Regions from separate parts of the Sus scrofa genome. Here region 1 is linked to region 2. The links are chromatin contacts, called in public HiChIP or PLAC-seq maps. All regions are on one chromosome and are shown on one strand. Each heading gives the region's core, a stretch centred on a gene start, on an enhancer-like site or on the middle of the called end of the contact. The rest is flanking DNA. Distances are from core to core; before and after follow the strand shown. Region 1 holds the start of WASHC3 (WASH complex subunit 3). Region 2 holds the start of PARPBP (PCNA-interacting partner).

Region 1 (6,888 bases), core at 3,417-5,916, 63 kb after region 2:
TTGTGACCCTAGGTTGGCTCCAGAGTTCAGATGAAAGCCAGAATACTTCAATTATTTCTGTCTATGTAATATGTTAAGAGGCAAGATTTTCTAAGGCAGGATATATTTCCAGAACCTGGCCTGGAAAAGAAAAGTGAGTGAAATACTGTCTTTGCATGAAAATTTGGCATTTTAAGATGGATTTCCCGATATGGTTAACCCACTTCCTTTTAATATTCCCATTTTAAATCTTCAACAATGTGAAGGTATTCATTCAATGAATGTTAAATATTGAGCCACAATTATCTGGAGTCCCTCAAAAACTTTTTTCTATTAAAAAGGGCTTTTCATTCTGGAAAATATTGTCAACCACTTTCCTAGACTGACTGGCTCATACCTTCTGGCCCAGTCATTTTTTTAAAGGGTAATAGAAAAAATTATAATATGATCATTTTGAATTCTAGAAACAAGGCTACAGAAGGAAATGCTGATATTGAATTTACACAGTAATTTTAAGTGGTTTTATGAGGTTGTGATTCAAAATAACCTGACTATTTTAAGGAGTCCAGATGCTGAGTCATTTACTGAAATAGCCAAAGGAGGTTAACTAGAAGCACTGATAGTGGCATCATTTTCTGCATAAAAAAATAAATAAATAAATTGAAAGGGTTATTTCATCAAGAGGACAGAGTACCATAGAAGGCATACAAAGCTAATGCTTATCTCATGTATACCCGACCACTGGGGAAAAAAAATCAGACCTAGTGAATTCAAGACAAAATACCTTGGCTCTATAAACATGGTAATGGTGTTTTTTTGTTGTTGTGTTTTTTTGTGTTTTTTTTTTTTTTTTTTTTTTTTTTTTTTTTTTTTTTTTGCTTTGCTTTTTAGGGCCTCATCTGCGTTAGTTAACCACTGGGCCACAAAGAGAACTCCAAAGAAGACTGATAATGGGTTACATTATGCTTTTCTCTTTACACTTCCCTTAATAAATATTTCACTTTTGTAATACATTCTTAACCTAAAAATAAACAGATATCACCATGTGCATGGCTCTGTAATGGGTATAAAGAAATGGAAACTGGCCTCTGACCTCAAAGAAATTACAAAGTGGTTGGCCATACCACATGATCACAAAAAGATAAAGGTAGCATGTGCTAGGTCTCAAGTGAGAGATGAAAGCAAGAAGCTTTAGGAGTTCACACTGTGGCACAATGGGTTAAGGATCCAGTGTTGTCTCTGAGGAGGCAGGGGTTTGATCTCAGGCAGGCACAGTGGGATAAGGATCTGGCATTGCAGCAGCTGTGGTGTAGGCTGCAGCTGCAGTTCATATTTGATCCCTGACCCAGGAAATTCCATATATTGCAGGTGTCACACACACACACACAAAGGCAAAAGAGATTAAAAGAGGAGAAATGGCAGTTAAGAAGACACTTGGATTTGACGGAAACTTGTTTCCTCTGAAGTGGGGTGCAGTGTATTAGGGGTTATTAAAACAGGAAGTTTGATTGAGAGTCTGGACGAGGAATGATTTAGATCCTCCCTCCCAAATACCTTCTCTGTGGTTTGCATAGCCAGGCAACCACTCCTTCCCCTTTGATCAGTTTTTTAAAATTTTATTTATTTATTTATTTATTTATTTATTTATTTATTTATTTATTTATTTATTTATTTTGGCCACACTGGTGGCATAAGGAAGTTCTCTGGCCAGGGGTTGAATCCCAGTGGCAGCTGCAACCTATGCCACAGATGTAGCAATGCCGGATCTTTAACCCACTGTCCCAGGCTGGGGATCAAATCCACAATGCCCCAGAGACAATAACCAGATCCACTGTGCCACCGGAGGAACTCCTGATTGCTTCTTGAGAAATTGAATGAGACTCTAAACCCAGGAGTTTTTTTTAATTTTTTTATTTATTATTATTATTATTATTATTATTATTTGCTTTTTAGGGCTGCACTTGCAACATACGGAGGTTCCCAGGCTAGGGGTCTAATCAGAGCTACAGCTGCTGGCCTACACCAGAGCCACAGCAATGCCAGATCCCAGCCATGTGTATGACCTACATCACAGTTCACGGCAATGCCAGATCCTTAACCCACTGAGCGAGGCCAAGGATCGAACCCGAAACCTCATGGTTCCTAGTGTCTGCTATGCCAAGACGTAAGCTCCTCTTACTGAAACTATAGGTGGCTGTGGCTGAAAGGCTACATACTGAAAGGTGAGTATTCTGTTTTCTTTCTTTCTTTTCTTTCTTTCTTTCTTTCTTTCTTTCTTTCTTTCTTTCTTTCTTTCTTTCTTTCTTTCTGGCCAAATGGCATGCAGAAGCTCCCAGGCCAGCAATTGAACCCATGCCACAGCAGTGACTTGAGCCACAGAAGTGACAATCCAAGATCCTTCACCCTCTGTGCCACAAGGGAATTCTGAGAGTTCTTTTTTTCTAGGATTCTATAACTGTGTTTGTAGCTTCTATTCATCAAAGGGACAATTATTAACTATATTTTCTTATTTTCTCTATTCCTGGAGCTCTGGCATTTGTGGCCTTATAGACTCTGGGAAAGACTACATCTCCCAAGACTAGCTAGTCCAAAGACAGTCAAACAATTTACTTGGAAGTGTGTTTTTCACATGCAACCCAACCGATCACAGCCCCTTACCCCTAACCATCTCCTTATCTAAACTCTCATTCCCTAAGCCAATATTTCCCCTGCCCTAAATCAACCCAGGGCCAGGCACAGACAGCAGAGAGAGCTCCTGTGCCCCAAAGCCCACTGGAATCATTCACACCAGCCAATCTTCACCTGTTTCTCCTGCCCTGCTTGCCTTTCCCACAGAAATCCCAAAAAAGGATATGGCCTAGGCTTTCGTCTGGTTCCTGCTTCTGTCTCCCTTCTAACGAAAATCTGGCATTTCCCCTTTGGCCCTGTGTGACATGGCACCCCCTTCTCTTGGGAAATGTAAGTAACACATTCTTTCAATGGTATCAACCTTTCTGTCATCATTCAGTCATCTCCATAAATTAAAGTCTGTGGGGACAAATGCAACAGAAGGAACTTTCCCCAACCCCCTTAATGAAAGCAAGCTTTCTTAGTCACTAGGCTTTATGCTCTTTTATTGGGGACCTCCTGCTCCACAACTGTAAATATCTCAGATCTCTTCTCTTGAGGTACACCACTTTTGCAGAGGAATCCAGTCTCTCCTGCTTAGAAAAGCCTACAACCCAACTTTCTGAGTGAAACTAGGAAAGCCACAATTAAAAGAAGGAGCCTGAAACAATGGATTCTTAACTAGGCTAGATTATACCTAGCTTGGAATGAATAACTAGGCTAGAATTCCTTTACTTAACCAAGCCCCAATAGATGATGTGTATCACTCCTGAGGGATGGGGGAAGAGGGACAAGAGACACTTACATTTATTTTCCCACTATTCTGAACCAACACTATACCCCTCTAACTGTTCATTCTGAAACAAAGGAGGAAAAAAGAAAACAAAAGAAAAATAGGAACTCAATGCTAATGATTTCCCTCACCTAAGAACCAATTCATGAAGAAATTAAATAAGTGATTTTCTAGTTACAGGCTCTGAAAATATAACTATTATTTTTGTTTTTGCTTTTTAGGGCCACACTTGCGGCATATGGAGGTTCCCAGGCTAGGGGTCTAATCAGAGCTACAGCTGCCAGCCTACACCCACAGCCACAGCAACACCAGACCCAAAGCACATCTGTGACCTACACCACAGCTCACAGCAACACTGGATCCTTAAGCCACTGAGCGAGGATCGAACCCACAACCCCATGGTTCCTAGTTCCAGATTCGTTTCCACTGCACCACGATGGGAACTCCTGAAAACATAACTACTGAAAAATGCTTTAAGACCTTTTAATTTAACAGATATGTTATATGCAGGTGGGATTCATGGACTCTGCCTTTTTAAATCAGTATTCGTTACAATTTACTTCTTTTGTCTCCAAAATGCACTACAGTAATTGAAATCTGGTAATCCATTTCCAATGAGAGAAAGCCTGGAGAAAGGACACGGGTATTTCAGAGGATTTCAGGAAGATGACCAAGACTTCTAGCTATAGATTGTTTTTAACAGCCCTGGAAATTCAGTTATTATGTTGTGAGTGGCACTGCCTTCAGGAGCTATGGAAGAGTGATGAAGAGTATCATCAAGAATCCTAGGAGGCAATGAGAAAGTCCCACTCTTCCGTTAACTAGAATTATATCTCACAGAATTATACTTGTCTTTTCTTTTTTTAAGAAACCAAACCACTTTGGAGAATTTCTGTTAATTGGCCAATTTTAGATAAGTTAATATTTTTATAGTTCTATAGATACATATACTCAACCTGATTAAATTAGGGCCCAGGGGCCAATCTGGCACTTAGTATGTTAAAAATAACAACAAAAACAAACTATATATATATTTTATTAACGAATGCCTCAGCTGCCTTATACGAGAGACAACACTAAGCAGAGGGATAACCTCAAACAGTCGGGATGCTTTACTTTTCCCCGCCCCATTTTTAAAATCTTGCGAGAAGAGAATTTCACCCTTTCTAGACTCGGCGCTCTTCGTCCGACGTCACAATCCGGAACTAAAACTACCAATCCCAGAATGCCTTGCGAAGGGGTGGGCTCTCCGGAAGCCGCCGAGTGATTGGCGAGAGGAGGCGTTTCCTTCCGGCGGGAAGAACCCGGGAGGCGGGGACTGGGGGGAGGTGTTCGTAAGCTATTACCGGGTTGGGCTGGCCTGGTCGGGGAGGGGTGTGTGGGTGAACCCTGTGTCCCGTGCCCGCTGAGGAGATGGATGAGGATGGGCTTCCTCTCATGGGGTCAGGCATAGACCTGACTAAGGTTTGTAAAAGATGGAGTTGAACTCAGGTGACCTGGGAGGAGGATGGGGAAGGGACGCCGGGTTCCCAGGGAGACCACATCTCTCTAAGCCCAACGCTGTCCTAGGCCTGTCTCATCTCTCTCCGGAGGGAGAGTCCCATAGTTTGCCCTTTAAAGAGGTCCCTCCTGAGGTAAGGAAGGGCGGGGGCAGTGTAGTGTACCTCTCCCAGGCTTCGCTTCCCAGGTCACGAGTCCCTGTCCTCAAGGGTGAACCACTGGCGACACGGGCCAGTTCCGATTTCTAACCCTACCTCTTTTATTCGGCCCTTAAGGTTTTCGTGTGTTTACGTGTTGCCTATACCTGCGGAAGTTCGCTCTTGTGAATCCAGAGCCCTTTCTCAAACTTTGCAGCATCTGTCATCTTTGAACACCCCACCCCCACAGGTTAGGAAAACAAGTTAATGACTATTGGCAGAACTTCCAGTAACTCATATCACACAGAGAAACGCCCCTTTATTAATATCGAGGGGATTGCACGGTGTACCTTCCTCCTGTACGGATCATGTTTATTTTTACGCAACACAGGTGCCAGCTATTCAACAGAAAAGAACGGTGGCATTTCTAAACCAATTTGTGGTGCACACTGTACAGTTCCTCAACCGCTTTTCTACAGTTTGTGAGGAGGTAGGTCCAGTGGTGTTGGTCTAATGTGTAGCCCAGATATCACCTCGCACTTTTGAAGGTAGCAAATGACTAAAACAAGATTTACAGTCTGTGTATTCATATACCGTGACCTCTTCTCACCCAATTATTATGTTAATATACCTTAAATCCTCTTTGGTTCTATTACCGTCTTCCTGCAGCCCATCTCTGCTGAATTAAACTTCTGAGACTTTTGTGAAGCAGTTCACTAAGGCTTACTGTAATTGAAGATAATAATTGTATTTCACAGTTAAAGACATTTTTTATTTTGAAATTGGTTATGTTTCTCCTACCTCAAAGATTTACGTTTTAGGTGTACATTATTTTACATTGCTTGATCCAAAAGATGATTGAGGAGGTAGCCTAGAAATGTAACTTTGGCATCAAATATCATCATGGAAATAAAAGTAAAAATACGGAGTTCCCTGGTGGTGCAGTGGGTTAAGGACCAGGCCTTGTCACTGCTGTGGCTCATGTTTGATCCCTGGCTCTGGAACTTTTTTATGCCAGAGGTGAGGCCAAAAAAAAAAAATAATAAATAAAATACTTTGTGCATATGACTTATGAAGTAAGGATAAAGTAGCTCAGTTACAGATTAGGTACCAGATCTAGGGACGACTGTCTTATAAAAAGCTAAAAAAGAGAATGGGTTGAAATTAGGTTTAAGAAGGAAGAAAGGGGACAAGGAAATGTTTTGAAACCAAAAGATGGTGTTTTTGCTCAGTTTTCTTTACTTCTTGAGGATTGCGTCAAAACCTAGGGCCCCGTTTTGTTGTCATGAACCACCTGAGTGCTGAAGTTACTGTTCACCCTTTGACTGAGTATCCTCCCCAGTCAAATCCTTGAATTGAAACTGTTCTTGTAGAGGAATTGTTGCTGCCTGAAAGGTGTAAGAGTCAAGATTGTTGTCATTGGGAACAGGATACACATATACACTTTAATGTTAAAGAAAACCCCCCCATTGGTATCATGGTATTTCTCTATGCTTGCAAATTCTACTTTCCAAAAGTTCAGTGACCACTTAAAGCTAAATACGCTTTTAGGGATGATTTAAACAGAAATTAAAATGATTTCATTAAGAAGTCAAGGTCTGGGAGTTCCCGTTGTGGCGCAGTGGTTAACGAATCCTACTGGGAACCATGAGGTTGCGGGTTCGGTCCCTGCCCTTGCTCAGTGGGTTAACGATCCGGCGTTGCCGTGAGCTGTGGTGTAGGTTGCAGACGCGGCTCAGATCCCGCGTTGCTGTGGCTCTGGCGTAGGCCGGTGGCTACAGTTCCGATTCAACCCCTAGCCTGGGAACCTCCATATGCTGCGGGAGCGGCCCAAGAAATCGCAACAACAACAACAACAAAGACAAAAAAAAA
Region 2 (6,929 bases), core at 3,508-6,007:
CTAAAAATAGAACTACCAGTTGATCCAGCAATCCCACTCCTGGGCATCTATCCAGAGGAAACCATGACTCAAAAAGACACATGTACTCCAGTGTTCATTGCAGCACTCTTTGCAATAGCCAAGACATGGAAACAACCTAAATGTCCATTGACAGAGGAGTGGATCAAGAAGATGTGGTACATATACGCAATGGAATATTACTCAGCCATTAAATGGAACAAAATACTGGCATTTTTAGCAACATGGATGGACCTAGAAATGATCATGCTAAGTGAAGTCAGTCAGACAATGACACACCAACATCAAATGCTATCACTGACATGAGGAATCTGAAAAATGGACACAATGAACTTCTTTGCAGAACAGATGCTGACTCAAAGACTTTGAAAAACTTACGGTTTCTAAAGGAGCCAGTTTGGGGGGTGGGGTAATGCACTGGGGGTTGGTGATGGAAATCCTATAAAATTAGATTGTGGTGATCATTGTACAACTATAAATGTAATAAATTCATTGAGTAATTTTTTAAAAAGTCATACAGGAAAAGAGGTTAAATTACTGCATATATGTATGAGTTGGATTTTTTTAAAAAGTAAATATATCTAAACTTAAAAAAAATTTAAAAAGCAAACAAAAACAGAGGGAACCTCAAACTTACAAGCTTTTGTACAGCAAAGGGAAAAGTAAAACAAAAAGACAACCTAGAGAATGGAAGAAAATAGTTGCAAACAATGCAACTGACAAGAAAATAGTTGCAAACAATGCAACCTAGGGAATGGAAGAAAATAGTTGCAAACAATGCAACAACTCATACAACTAAACAAGAAAAAACGAATGACCCAATTGAAAATGGGCAAAAGACCTAAATAGATGTTTCTCCAAAAAAAAAAAATATATAGAAGGTCAGTAGGTAAATGAAAAGATGCTCAATACTGCTAATTATTAGAGAAATGCAAATCAAAAGTACAATGAGGTTCCACCTCATACCAGTCAGAATGGCCATCATTAACATGTCTACAAATAACAATGCTGGAGAGAATGTGGTGAACAGGAAACCCTCCTACACTGCTGATAGAAGTGTAAATTGGTACAACCACTATGGAGAACAGTATGGAGGTTCCTCAGAAAACTAAGTATAGAATTACCATATGACCCAGCAATCCCACTCCTGGGCATATATCCAGACAAAACTATAATTCAAAAAGACACATGCACCCCTACGTTCATAGCAGCACTATTCACAATAGCCAAGACCTGGAAACAACCTAACTGTCCATCGACAGATGAATGGATTAAGAAGGTGTGGTACATACACATGATGGAATACCACTAAGCCATACAAAAGAATGAAATAATGCCATTGGCAGCAATACGGATGGACTTAGAGACTCTCGTACTAAGTGAAGTAAGAAAGAGAAAGACAAATACCGTATGATATCACTCATATGTGAAATCTAAAATATGACACAAATGAACCTATCTACAAAACAGAATTACAGACATAGAGAACAGACTTTTGGTTGCCAAGGTGGAGTGGGGAAGAAAGGGATAGACTGAGAGTTTGGGATTAGTAGATACAACTATTACATTTAGAATGGATAAACAATAAGGTCCTGCTATATATAGCACAGGGAACTATATCCCATCTCCTGGGATAGACCATGATGGAAAATAATGTAAGGAAGGGAATGTATACATACGTATGACTGCATCACTCAGATCTGAGCTGCATCTGTGACCTATGCCACATGTTGCAGCAAAGCTGAATCCTTAACCCACTGAGAGAAACCAAGGATTGAACCTGCATTCTCACAGACACTATGTTGGGTTCTTAACCCACTGAGCCAAAATGGGAACAATCCCTCGCAAATTTTTTAAATTAAAAAAATAAAGATACAAGTAACAGAGTTTAATTAAAGTAGCTAGAGAAGGAGTTCCCTTGTGGTGCAGCAGATTAAGGATCAGGCGTTTTCATTATAGTGGGGCTTGGGTGACTGCTGTGGAGGTTTGATCTCTGGCCAAGGAACTTCCACATGCTGCTGGCACAACCAAAAAAAAAAAAAAAAAAAAAGAAAGAAAGAAAAGAAAGAGCAGCTCCAACTGAGTAAACAGTAAAATTTTCTTCAAAACATCACTGTCATCTCTTAAAAGGAAAAAAAAAAAAAGAAAGTAGAAAAGTAAAGCTTCAATGATATAATCAGTTTGCCTGAAATAAATTTTTAGTAGTAAATTATTTACTGGTATTATTTAAAGATATTATAAATTCAGACTGCTAAGAATGAAGGCTAATCTGGAATTAGACTGTTCGGAAGCCTGGCTTCACCAGTTACAAGCTGTGAAAATTTCTCCAAGTTATGTCACCTCTCCCTGCCTCAGCTTCCTTGTACTGAAAATGAAAATAATAATAGTCCTGGAGTTCCCATCGTGGCGCAATGGTTAACGAATCCAACTAGGAACCATAAGGTTGTGGGTTCGGCCCCTGGCCTTGCTCAGTGGGTTAAGGATCCGGCGTTGCCGTGTGCTGTGGTGTAGGCTGTAGATGCGGCTCAGGTCCCTTGTTGCTGTGGTTCTGGTGTAGGCCGGTGGCTACAGGTCCGATTGGACCCCTAGCCTGGGAATCTCCATATGCCACGGAAGCGGCTCTAGAAAAGGCAAAAAGACAAAAAAAAAAAAAAAAAGACAAAAGAAAATAATAATAGTCCTATCTCACAGGATTTTGTGAAAAGTAAATGGCATAAATACAAGTTAAGCTTTTAGAACAATGTCTGGCACATATAAAAGTCAATAACCTCAGAGTTCCCTTGTGGTGCAGCAGGTTAAGGGTATAGCATTGTCACTGCAGTGGGACAGGTTTGATCCCTGCCCTTGGAACTTCTGCATGTCCCAGGTGCCCAGGTGATGCCAAAAAAAAAAAACTCCACAAAAACAAAATACAAGAAAAAAAGGTCAATAGTCTTATCCAGGGGTCAGCACACTTTTGGAAAAGGTCAAATAGTAAACATTTAAGTTGTGGAGGCCATAAAGTCTCCGTTACAACTATGCAACGGTGACCTTGCAGTGTGAAAATAGCCATAGACAATACATAAACAAATAAGCATACTTGCACGTCAGCAAAACTTCACAGAAAAGGGAAATTTGAATTTCATGCAATTTTTACAAAACACAAAATACTACTCTTCCTTTGATTTTTTTTCCAACCATCCAAACATGTAAAACCCATTCTTAGCTTAGGAACTGGCTACACAAAAACAGGAAGTATCACCAGTTTGCCAAGCCTGGTTTAGTCTGGACTCTTCCAGTAGCTAGCTGGCTGTGGGAGTCCAGGCAATAAACTTTACATTACTGCCTAGGTAGAGGTATAATACCCTCCAGAAATCAATGAGACAATGAATATAAAAGCATTCAAATGTCAGGCTGCACTATACAAAAACAGTAGTAGAAGGCGGCAATGATTCTAAACATTTGCTTTTAAAAATTAGATTCCAGGCTGCACTGCACCAAAAATTGAAAGGAGGGGAAATGTCACTGGGGAGGCAGGGTGAGACGGCTACAAGAACTACATTTTTGAGTCAGACCATCCAGGGTCTACATCAGGGTCCCCATTTATTGGCTGTATGTCCTTCAGTATTTAAAACCTGATGAGCATAAACTTCTACATCTGTAAAACAAGGAAGATATCTCCTACCTCACATTATGAGACATTAGTAAGACAAGTAAATAATCCACCTAGTGCCGGGTACTTAGTAGGTGCTCAATAAAAAACGGCAGTCAGTTGCTGCCCAGGGTCAGAATACAGGTCCGAACAGTTCCTTGGGAGGATGTAACAAGGAGAAGGCGAAAGTGGGGAATTGGAGTCTATATGTCTTAGGACTGGAATCCTGATTTTCTGACTAACTAATGAATCTAAGTAGGGCTCACAAAGCCTTCCAGCTCCATCACTGGGTCCTACGAATTGTTTAACACCCCCAAACCAAACCAAGCTCCAGAGCAAAGACTGCACAAATAATACCCTAGACCATCACATGTGCTTTGCTGGTTACCGAAAAATCCTCACAAGTCGCGGCTTGAAGCGCCACTTAAAGTGTGACAGGCAGGTGAGGAAGAGGTGACACTCACCTGACTGAAGGGAGACAGGAAAAGCGCCGACTCGCCTGAAGAAAGCTCTGGCCCGACTACAGCTCGGCGACTGTGCCCGTGATCGCGGGTTTACACTTTAAATCTCGCGGGAGAGCCCGGGAGCCAATCATCGCTCCCGCCCTCTGACCCGGAAGCAGAGTCGGCGCGCGCCGCTGCAGCCCCCACCGGACGCCAGCTCCCCTCTAGCTGCTTCCAGGCGCAATCTGGTGCGTATCGCGCGTGAGCCCAAGGGACCGCCCCGCTCTGCTACCGGCTGCCCCGTGCCCCCACCTTATCCCTGAGAGTTCCTCCTCTCTCCAGGACCGTTCCCCACTACTCTTCCTTCAGACCTCAGGTTCGGGGAGGTGATAGCGGCGTCTCGCGGGATTGCCTGGATTTGGAAGAGGTGTCAGGGCTCTGCAGACACTTCTCTTGTTCCCTCCTTCCTCTGTCCCAGCAGTAGTAGAGGGGCAAGTCCAGCCTACCTTGTACAAAGAGAACTTGAGAACGTAATTAGACTGGGCGCTACTTTAATGAATCATTAGGAACTGAGTTTCCTGATCTGGGATCTTTTGCACTTCCCACATCTTACCTGCTTGTCACCCTTAACAAATGTTCAGCCTCCGATACCCACTCGTAAGGTTTATAGACTTCCCGAGGTGGAACTCATCTGATTCTCAGTAAACATGCATCAGGTATTTGACCTGTTTGTTATCGAGCCCAGCTGTTTTCAGGACAACCCCTACCATCCAGTAAAAAAAAAGGGGGGGGGGACCTTTTTAGAATCATTTGGGAATGCTACTTCCAGAATGCACCCCAGGTTTATAAATGGTTAGTTGTTTTGTGCCTGGTTTTATGAATATTATTCTTATATTTTTGCTCTCCTTCCTCCGGATTCTATATTTTGTATTTACTTATATCGTAGCACTTTTCACCCTGAATCATAAATAACCCTGGATTGTGAGCTCCTTCAAGGCAGGAGTCTGTGTTTTTCTTCTCTACTACTAGTGCTCAAAAGATAGGACATAAGAGGGGCCGTGACCCTGCACAACTGCTCCTTATGCATAAGAAATTTAACTAAGAAATGTAGCAGGGAACAGGTTAAGAACAGCCACAATCTTCAAGTTATTGGAGGAAGTGACATGCTTTCCTTTGGGTGGACCTGGTCTCAGTGCTTTGTCGAAAATAAGCCACAATGGAAAAAAATTTTTCTTTCTTAAACAATTTTTTAAAAAAGAAAGTCTTTCAAATTCTAGCTGTTCTTGGAGTTCCCGCCGTGGCTCAGTGGTTAACAAATCCGACTAGGAACTATGAGGTTGCAGGTTCTATCCCTGGCCTTGCTCAGTGGGTTAAGTATCTGGCGTTGCTGTGAGCTGTGGTGTAGGTCGCAGACGCGGCTAGGAACCCAAGTTGCAAAAGTCAAATTCTGGCTCCTCTTATGAGCTTGGCACGCTAGTTAACCTCCCCTATTTTTTCTTTCTTTTTTTTTTTTTTTTTTTTGTCTTTTTGCCATTTCTTGGGCTGCTCCCGCGGCATATGGAGGTTCCCAGGCTAGGGGTCCAATCGGAGCTATAGCTGCCAGCCTACGCCAGAGCCACAGCAACGCAGGATCCGAGCCGTGTCTGCAACCTACACCACAGCTCACGGCAACGCCAGATCGTTAACCCACTGAGCAAGGGCAGGGATCGAACCCGCAACCTCATCATTCCTAGTCGGTTTCGTTAACCACTGCGCCACGACGGGAACTCCAACCTCCCCTATTTTTATAAAATAGGAACCATAGGTAATACCTCCCTTTTAGGTTCGTACAAGTGTTAGACATGATAATGTCAGGAAATTACTTAACATGGCGCCTGCAAGGAGTGCTCCGTAAATGTCAACCATCATTAATTTTTAATGAATGTATATATTAATGTAGTTCTATCTTTAAGTACTGATTTTATCTTTTGAACAGTGTAAACAGAATTTAGTGGTGACACACTGCAAGTATTATTTAAAGTATTTAAGTAATTTTTTTAGCTATTTTTCGTCACATTATTATTTTGATTAATTTGTTGAAAATAGCACTTTGACCATTTCTGTCTGTGTTTGTGCTTAATCCACAGTTTCGTGACCTTTTCCGATAGACGGGTATTTTTATGCAAGTTTTGCCATACAGGATGAAGCAAGATCCCACAAGAAATGCTGCCTACACTGTGGATTGTGAAGATTATGTGCACGTGGTAGAATTCAATCCCTTTGAGAGTGGGGATTCAGGAAACCTGATTGCTTATGGTGGCAATAATTTTGTGGTCGTTGGCACATGTACATTTCAGGTTAGTGTATAAAACTGCAATGAATGACAGTGAAATGTTTCGCTGATAAAAGGACTTATACAGACTTCAGTAAACTGGCTAAACTTTGGAAGTATATTGAGTTCGAATGTAAAACAAAAATGGTATGAAGATATTCTCAGTAATATATGCCTGATATTTGTGCAAACAATAAAAAAGTAGTGAAAAAGAAGAATACAGTTGACCCTTGAACAACATGGGTTGAACTGCATAGTCCACCACTTATACATGGATTATTTTCAGGAGTAAAAACTAGGATACTACAGGATCTGCATTCGGTTAATCTGCTGATGTGGAGAAACTGCTGATAGGGAGAATCTACTGCAAGTTATACTAGGATTTTCAACTGCGTGGAGAGTTGGCATGCTAACCTCTGTGTTGTTCAGGGATAATGGAGATACACATACACACACAAACACACACGCTCCTCTTTGACTTCATGATTAGAAGTAGAATATTCTGGTAATCGAAGGATACGCTTCA

What was found. HiChIP or PLAC-seq counts read pairs in DNA pulled down with a chosen protein or histone mark.
Region 1: a contact with region 2 is called in an H3K27ac HiChIP or PLAC-seq map of alveolar macrophages. The contact joins the promoter of WASHC3 here to the promoter of PARPBP in region 2. A contact is called at or near these places in 1 of 5 promoter capture datasets (liver), 3 of 47 Hi-C or Micro-C datasets (alveolar macrophages, embryonic fibroblasts and heart right ventricle) and 1 of 2 datasets of contacts at active chromatin or transcription factors (alveolar macrophages).

The regions. Positions count from the first base shown.
Region 1 is chr5:82,150,587-82,157,474 of Sscrofa11.1, forward strand. It overlaps WASHC3 (WASH complex subunit 3), which reads left to right and starts at 4,667. Exons shown (of 13, transcript XR_002344197.1): 1 at 4,667-4,843; 2 at 5,155-5,266; 3 at 5,408-5,506.
Region 2 is chr5:82,087,189-82,094,117 of Sscrofa11.1, forward strand. PARPBP (PCNA-interacting partner) reads right to left here and starts at 4,758. Exons shown (of 11, transcript XM_021092657.1): 1 at 4,114-4,758. NUP37 (nucleoporin Nup37) reads left to right here and starts at 4,251. Exons shown (of 10, transcript XM_021092659.1): 1 at 4,251-4,340; 2 at 6,219-6,428. The coding sequence starts at 6,252.